3 separate regions of the Gossypium hirsutum genome follow, and all the other regions are linked to region 3. A link is a contact called in public Hi-C data. All regions are on one chromosome and are shown on one strand. The core of a region is the stretch at or near the end of the contact, and the rest is flanking DNA. Distances in the headings are between cores, read along the strand shown.

Region 1 (2,805 bases), core at 272-2,771, 270 kb after region 3:
CATACCAAGCTTCATCATCCCTTACTTATATAATTTCTCTCCAATCCTTTCATACCGCTATAAAATGGCTTACATACCATTTCCCGATCTTAAAAATTTTCGTCACTAAAAATATTTGGTTTACGGTCGAGGTATTCTTGAGTTTTCAATGATGTGATACCGCTCTAAGCCGCACACATTTCATATATCATGCCAAGATAGGATTATTTCCTCCAAAGCCTATCCTAGGAAAGTCGGTTATGGGGTGATTTTGCTTTGTACGGTCAAGGCTAGAAGTCGATATGGAGGTGTCAATCGAAGCTTGTTATGCAACAATGGATCGAGGTATAAGGGGGAGCTAGTTGACGGATGTTACGCGGCCTTGAGCTCAATCTTTTCGAATACTTGAAAATAATGCCCTATAAATACCATACAGAAGTTTGAAGGCATATTCATACAGAAAAACTCTAGGGTTTCTAGCTATAATCGGTGTAATTTTTTCTCCATTTTCAGGAAACTGGTACCTTTAACCTTCATTCTTGTTCGAAGGCCGGCATTGTCGTGGATGCAAAAGGACTCTCAGGCGGGGGGCGGTTATTACGGTGCAGTACAGGTGATACTCCTTTCGGAGCGACAACAATTGTCGTTATTACACAACCCATTAATAACTACAACCGTTGTCGCGCTGACTTGATTTTGACCTCTACTTTGCCGAAATATTTGCTCTCCTCCTGAGAGCCTTCTTGTATCCACCTCGGTTTAGGCCTTCGGAGAGAGAACTAAAAAAACCCTGATCACTTTTAAAATACCCTAAGCCCTAAAAAACCCGAACCCTAATAAAATTAAAACTCTAACCCTATGAGAGAGAACTGGAAAGTGTGTTTAGTTGGATGTGCTTTCTAGTTAAATCGACCCATATTCCTAACTAATTTTAAAACTGGTATAAAATCCTAATTAAATTTTTTTACCTATAAGCCTTATTTTAACATTTTTTATCGGAGATGCTAACTGGTTTTATATATATGTAGAAGATGCAAGTTGATATATGCTCGTAACTTATTGGATTTTATAAGAAATTTACAATTTAATTTGATTATTATTAAATTGGGCTTAAATGAAAGCTTCAAATTATTGAATAAACCAAATTCAAGTATTTCAATATACGAATTATGGGTTTAATTTATTTTTACCTGATGAAACGTTTTTAAATCAGAATTTGAGTTTTTATTCAAACACAAAAATTTTATATGAAATTACGTTGGAGTAAATAAAAATTTTAATAAAAGGAATTAAAAAATAATTTTTTTAAATTAAATTGAAAAAAAAAACAAATTGATTACACCTCAGTCGGATGATGTTATCATACAAACTTTACGGTCCAAAATTGTAGCAATGTGTTTGGTATATTAGATTAATAAATGATTTAATCATAGAAAACAGGAAGAATCAAAAGTTGATGATGAACATCTCATTTATTTTATTGGTGGGGGAGGAATGGGATGCGTTACACTGTGCTCAGCAATAAGCAGCATGTTAACTCAATTAAGGCACGTGACACGTGTTTGGCCACCTTGGCTCATGTGGGTCGCAATTCAGTCGGTGATTGGTTCCTACTTGCTTTATTATTTTTTATTTCTAAAACAAAAACAGAAGACGTTTCCCATCATGGTTCAGCTTCTACGTCCGAAGTGGGACCCATTACATCTTTTTCTAAAATAAAATCTTACTGTTTGTTTTCTTTTACTTTTTCTTTTTACTGAAATTTATGGTTTGAACTTTGGTTATGTTGGGTCGCATTGTTTTTATCTCGTTTGATTTAATATAATTATTTTTATTTTTTATTTTGTTGGATATAAATTTATATTTATAAAAAATTACTTAAAAATTTTTTTTTGGTCAAATTCAACTTTTAAAAGTTTACAAGGATCAAATTCCATACAAAAGTAAAATAACTACAAGATAAACAACACAATTAACAGAAGATAAGGCCAACAAATTGAAAATCCAATTTTGGGAGAGAAAAAGCAAACTTCGCTTGAATCCAGTCATCATTGCCTATAAAGAGGAAATAAAAGCGAAAGTTTTTATTGGTATGTTGGTTTATATGTCAAAAAAACCTTAAAAGAAAATATGAAAAAAATCAATTAAGTCTATGTATTAAATTCATAATCAATTAAGTTTTTGTTGTTAAGAAAAAAAAATCAATTACGCCCTCCTTAATGGTTTACGTCATTGATCACGTTGACCATTTAAATAAATTGATAGACCAATCAAATTGTAATACCCCTCACTCGACCTAATCGCCGAGTCCAAGTTACAGGATGCTACTGTTGTTGCCGGAGCAAATATAAACATTTAATAATCAATTTACACAATAATATATGCATTCATATTCAAAATGTCTCATAATTAAGTTATACGATCTTTTCCTAGACTCATTCAAGCTTACAAAAGCTCATTTATTAACTCGAGCTTGAAAAAGGACCAAAATGTAAAGTTTTCAAAGCTTTAGAATAGGAATCAATACTCCATAAAGGTGTAACACCCATAATCCGGCAAGTAGATCGGTGAACGGTGGTGTTAACAAAGGACTAAAAACATCACGCAATATCACAACAAAAGTTTTTTGCTCATTAAGCTATTTAATATATAATAGTGAACAAGTTTTAGAAATGCCGCTTGGCGGATTATGGTTGTTATGACATATACCCAAGGCAAAATATAAGAGTATGTCAAAACATACATAACATATTTGAATTTTTGGCGAAGTGCCAATAAAAGTTAGCTTATACAAAATACTGTATGAAGGTACAATCTCTTTAAAGA
Region 2 (3,142 bases), core at 376-2,875, 480 kb after region 3:
TGTCCACTACTAGTCCAACTAGTAGTTTTAATTGGACACATGAAAGCTTGTTCTTGTCTACTTGTGCTCATTATATGTGACAAAAATATTGTGGTGTTTTGACATTAGAGTTAGGACCTTATGGAACATGAATATAAATGTATATAGTTCATCTTCTTCCTCATTTTGACTTGTCTAGATAAATACTATTATTGTGATGCATAGAAGGAATTATATTTGTAATGATATAAAACCACCATGATTTTTAGTAGTTACTTATTTAATTAAGTATAGTTTGATCATTATTGTAATTAAAGTGCATACATCTAAAAAGACTCATGTGACCATTTGGCAAAGTGAGAGAATGTTGGAATTTGTGGCCTTTATGGCTACATAAAAGATTATTGAGGGAATTTTTGATCTTTGAGGAGACTGTGGCACCCGTCCTACCAATTCAACCCATATATGCTATAGGACAGGGTTTCAAATCTTACTAAACACAAAATATGAATTTGCATGGTAGGTAAAGGTACTTCCCTTTCATGAACTCGACACAAAATTTTGATGGAGGCAATAGACAAAATTTAGAATTAAAATTGAGCATAAACACTCTTAAGCCTAATACTAAACATGCTAAGAGGACTCACAGCTTCTTATTAATAGGTTAAAAATCCCTTCAATGCTAAGAGGACTCACAGCTTCTTATTAATAGGTTAAAAATCCCTTCAACAACCATGTTGACGAAAGTAATGTACTATGCACATTAGACATTAATAGGTACATTGACTAAAATCATGTATCTTTAAAGTACATATATTGAATTTTACTAGGTACATTAACCAAATTATGCATCTTTAATGACTAATATATGATTATGGTTAATTACTTTGGATTAATTGTATCACATTAAAATAATTCATGTACTTGTACAATTATATACCAAAGGAGGAAGAATAGGCATCTACATTAAGAAGGTGGTGTTTTATGGAAGTATAATGTGCAAATGTTAAAAGTTTAATTTTTGATACAATATATAAATGTTAAAATTTTAAATTTTAAAACTTTAAATTATTATTATGTTAATTTTAAAAACTCCAAGTTAACTTTTAGTAATCATTTATTGATCGATGATGAAAATATTTAAATAATTAAATAATTATTTTATAAGTTTTGATGATTGGATGATAAAAAAAATCTTAATAATTGAATATCTCAATTTAATTTATTAATTATCGGGAGAATAACACATAGATGCGGATGTGAAAGAATAAATGAGGGTGCACTGCACTGTGCTAAAAATAAAAGCAGAGGTGGAGAAGCGATTAGTCTGTCCGAGTCTGACTGTCTCTGATTAGTCAAAAATACCAAAGATGAAAAGAAAAAAAAGTAATACTCACATGCAGCAATGCTTATTATTACTCAACCCGCACCACACATTTCATTTGTGTGGCCACGTGCACGCTCCAAATTCTTAATCAACCCCCGAATTACTACGAGGATCATGATCAAAATCCAAAAACAAAAACCCAGAAAGTAAGGGGTTTTATTCACTCTAAAAAAAGTCATCATCTTTCCCATGAGGTGGCAATTCGGGAGACGACGACACTTTTGGCAACCTTTTCTTGTTTCCTGGAAACCAAGTATATAGCGAAAAGGAAAGGGAAAAAAAACCAAAACCCTCCCAATCCATTCTCTCCTTTTCGTTTTTACTTACACTTCGACTACCAACTTTAATGAGTTTTTCTTGGACATGGAAAACGACAACAATACAAACAAAGAAAATGTTTTCTTGGGCTTTTAATTTCCCAAGCTGAACTCAGATAAAAGAGAACAGCTTTCTCATAAATATACTTTCTCGGCTCCTTTTTATCTAGTTGAAGAAAAGCTTTTTTTTCCCCTTTGAGTGGTGGACTACTGGTTCTCCGCCCTGAAACAGCCATGGGGGAAACCGGGACGGTCCGGTTCCCTGGAAACCTTGACCCGACGGCACAAGAATTTTGGCCCGCCCAAAACGTAGTTTGCCAACCCCAATTTCCTCTCTACAGACCCCCCCAACTTTACTACCCGTACGCTGCGTCTCCAACGGTACCGTTTTGCAGCGGCGGCGTACCGCAGTTCCATGCTGCCCTGCCTCTACATGCACCTGTAGCTATACCTGCACCAGCGCCTTGCGTCACTACAGCGTCCATGGTGGTTGCACCGCAGCTGCCACTTCCACCTCCGACTGCGGCGGCGACGAGGGCTTTGGTGTTAACGTTGGTTCCATGCGATGTGAGCGAGTCAAAGGTGAGGAAAGAATTGGAAGTGTTCGGGGAAGTACGCGGGGTCCAGATGGAAAGAGTCCGAGAAGGGATCGTGACCGTCCATTTCTACGATCTGAGACATGCGGAGAAAGCGTTGAAAGAAATACGCGAGCAGCACATGCAAGAGCAAGCCAGGGTTCGAGACCAGTACACTGCGGCTGCTACCGGGTGCGAACCAGGTGTGTCCAACGCTTGTGTTCCACTCCCTTCTGCGCGTGGACTCATAGCCGGGAGGCCTGTCTGGGCCCACTTCACTATTCCGGCAAGCAATGCTGTCCCTGAGGGGAATAATCAAGGAACTGTTGTGGTATTCAATTTGGACACCGGCGTTTCAATTTCGCAACTCAAAGAAATCTTCCAAGCTTATGGTAAGTTTCGGTTCATTTCTTGTCTTTTATGTTCGCTTGCTTTGTTTGGGTTTTTGTTGTTCAATCTATTTTGTTTTACTCTTTTGCGGGGGGGGGGAGTTGATACTTTGATTAGCAGTCAAAGATATTTTCATGCTTTGTTACAAAATTTTGCAACCTGGTTTGTTGTTTAGGCCCAGTGAAGGAACTGAGAGAAACACCATTGAAGAAACACCAAAAGTTTGTGGAGTTTTATGACGTAAGGGATGCGGCTAAGGCTTTGAGAGAAATGAATGGAAAAGAAATTAATGGGAAGCAAGTTGCAATTGAATTTAGTCGACCCGGAGGATATAGCAGGAAGCTCTTCAATAGTGATAACAACGTTAACAAAATTAACGCTTTTACAGCTTTCACTGATAAATATAATCCCCATACGAGAAATCCCAAGTACTCATCTTCTCCCCCACCTCCCCCGCCGCTGCCTCGTAAATTCTCTGCTAGATTTTCTTCCAA
Region 3 (2,803 bases), core at 142-2,641:
TTTATTCATGTGAGATTGTTTACGTCCATAAAATGATGATGCAAGTTAGACAAAAGGAATTAAGCATCACACTAAAATATAAGGATCTTTGGTGCAACCAAACAATTAGTTCCATAAACTACCAATTGAGCCAATCATTAGGAATTGGTTGACTTCTTCTTCTTCTCTAAATTATTCAAGGGAATGTTAGGACTTAGTTTAGAAAATCAAATATTTAGCAACCCTATTTTATATTAAAAAAAGAAGAAGAAGGGAATAAAGTTGACAAACAAAGATGTGTTATTTGTTCCTTGCAGTAATTACGTACTTTTTTGGATTCTAGTCAAACAATCAATCTATTAGTATATTGATGTTTAGCATAATAAGAATCATTTTTGGAGTTTTCTTTTCGTATCACCCAAGTTTGATATTTTTGGAGCAAATTCCGTAACCTAATAGGCTCCTTCATTTGTCTTTTAATTTTGTTTTTTTTATACAAGGAAAATTTCAGGCATAATATAATCGTGGATTATCATGTAATATGTCAACATTAAAATTTAATTAATAATTTTTAATTTTTAAAAATTAATTAGATGTTAATATGTCGTCCACATGTATACCGTATAAAAACGTTAAATTTTTTATCCATTTTGGGGTGATTTGATAAAAGAAAATTATAAGTTCAAAAGCTAAAAAAGATAAAAAATTTAAATAAAAGACTAAAATAATTTTTTTATAAAATTAAAAAACTAAATAAATCATTATATCAAAATTTAATTAAGTTGAATTAAAATACATTAACCTATTATAAAAAAGAAAAATGAAAAGTGAAATTAAGGGTTTGAATAAATAAAGTTAAGGAAAATTAAATCTTATATCCAAGTTGTTGGCGTTTATGGGATATTTTTTTTAATTGGATTAAGAATTCACAAATATTTTTTGTAAATAGAAATTAAAAGGTATAAAAATTAAATTTATTATTAGATGTGAAATATAATAATTAAATTTGAAGTCTCATTTGTAGTTAAAATATATATATTTACATAAATAGCCCTAAATAACATTTCACCCTCACAATTTAAATCCAATTTTTTTGCATTTTTATTTGGGGGTGTGTGTGTAAAGGTGACAATTATATGGAATATTATTGTGTGATTGGCATTCACTTAATAAAGTGACGGCGCTGTTAGTTTTCATCATCATTAACGATATCCACTTTAGATTCTGCAATCATTAAAGCTAAACAGAATTTTTATACTTAATTCTGTTGTGTGGGGAAAATGAAATGACATTTAGCGAGTTGAAATAATAAAGGGGAAATGGGAAATGGATCTGGATTCAGCCTGTGCCAATTTATCAGCAAACAGGGAAATAAAGGTGTCATTTTCATGTATTGGGAAGGCACATGGCATGTTGTTCATCCCATGTGATGTTTTGACCTAATTTATTAATTTCATCCATAAATCTACCCTACTCATATATGTATATCTTGCGTATAAAGACAATATATAGACTTTTGCTTTTATTACTAAATCAGAGAAAAAATGATGATTAAATAATAAATGAAAACATAATTGTATAGTTATAATGAAAATGCAAAAAGATGGTGGGATCATCAGCATTAACCAAAGACACGTGGAGTGGGATTAAAGTAGTGTTGGTAAAGAGTGGTGAATTGTATTCGACAACATTGCCCTTTTTGTCAGTCTACAAAGTTAAGAGAGTTGCACCGCATACACCGATGGGATTTAAGAAACCCTGTGAAAATGGGAATGGGGTTGGGTATTAGAGCTGGAGAATGCGGGGGAACAAGGTTCACATGGGAGAACGTGCTTCCCTCCCATTTCTATCTTCAATCTCTAAATACCCACTTATAGATTTAAGATTAAAAAGTTTGGTCTTGGCACCATTAAAATGATTTTTTTAATTGTTTTAAATTTGAATATGTTGAGGATTGGATCTCCAGCACGTTAGGTTTTGTATCTCAACCATGTGTAATGTTTACGTTTTCGATCTATCAACTTATTTTCTCAGAGAAAAACAAAACAATACCTGAATCCAATAAATTATTATAAATAATAGGATCTAAATTCGGCATTATTTTCACATTGCAAGTCCCCACCCCATATTCCATGTGTTTGCTTCAAATGTTCACATTTCATTTCATTCATTTTAATGAAACATGGTATTTGTTTCTAATAAATTTAGCAAAGTATTTTCTTTTTCATAAAATAAAATTAGCTGTATATAGAATTTGAGGGTTAATTAATTATATATTCAGAACGCACATGTCATTTTGCCAAAATTTTTTCCCCTTTTCTGATGTAACATTTTGCAACTTTAAAGGTTAAGTACTTTTTATGATGATATTTTTAAAAAAATGCATTAAATCATTTATTATTAAATTAATGAAATCTTTTTTTCTTGGATATAAAATTGAAACTACCAACCGTAGTAGATAAGTTATAACCACGTTGTTGATCTGATTATACATATGTTGTCCTCATCAATCAGTTATCTCTGTTGAACAAATAATAATAATAATAATCATATTCAGCTATCTCTTAACCGACATTGGAATGCTAAACTGACACTGTTGGGAATTGTCACTTTTTATTATTATATATTTTATGGAAACATTAATCTAAATTTGCTGGGCAAAAATATTATTTTTAAAATATTTATATCTTTTTTATATTTTCATTAACTTCAGAAAAATGTATAAGTAAATTATACTATTCATTACGGCAAAATTTTTTTCACTCAACTAATAAAATTTATCTTTTTTTTTTATTTCTTTTGTTAAGTGCTTTTAAGTCTACGA

Evidence for each region. A called contact is a pair of places that touch in the nucleus more often than the background predicts.
Region 1: a contact with region 3 is called in a Hi-C map of leaf, with 4 times the contacts expected there. The contact joins two enhancer-like sites. A contact is called at or near these places in 2 of 34 Hi-C or Micro-C datasets (both in leaf).
Region 2: a contact with region 3 is called in a Hi-C map of leaf, with 2.3 times the contacts expected there. The contact joins the promoter of LOC107886477 here to the enhancer-like site in region 3. A contact is called at or near these places in 4 of 34 Hi-C or Micro-C datasets (all in leaf).

What each region holds. Positions count from the first base shown.
Region 1 is chrA03:94,485,105-94,487,909 of Gossypium_hirsutum_v2.1, forward strand. No RefSeq gene overlaps it. Among protein-coding and RNA genes, the nearest start is that of LOC121225546, 57 kb to the right of the region's middle. Within about 2 kb of position 1,522, at least 3 of the 9 cell types and tissues checked have an H3K27ac peak or open chromatin away from gene starts, as enhancers often do. A contact at or near this core is called in leaf, where this site is marked.
Region 2 is chrA03:94,695,087-94,698,228 of Gossypium_hirsutum_v2.1, forward strand. It overlaps LOC107886477 (protein terminal ear1), which reads left to right and starts at 1,626. Exons shown (of 5, transcript XM_016810448.2): 1 at 1,626-2,650; 2 at 2,824-3,142. The coding sequence starts at 1,918.
Region 3 is chrA03:94,218,895-94,221,697 of Gossypium_hirsutum_v2.1, forward strand. No RefSeq gene overlaps it. Among protein-coding and RNA genes, the nearest start is that of LOC107886483, 17 kb to the left of the region's middle. Within about 2 kb of position 1,392, at least 2 of the 9 cell types and tissues checked have an H3K27ac peak or open chromatin away from gene starts, as enhancers often do. A contact at or near this core is called in leaf, where this site is marked.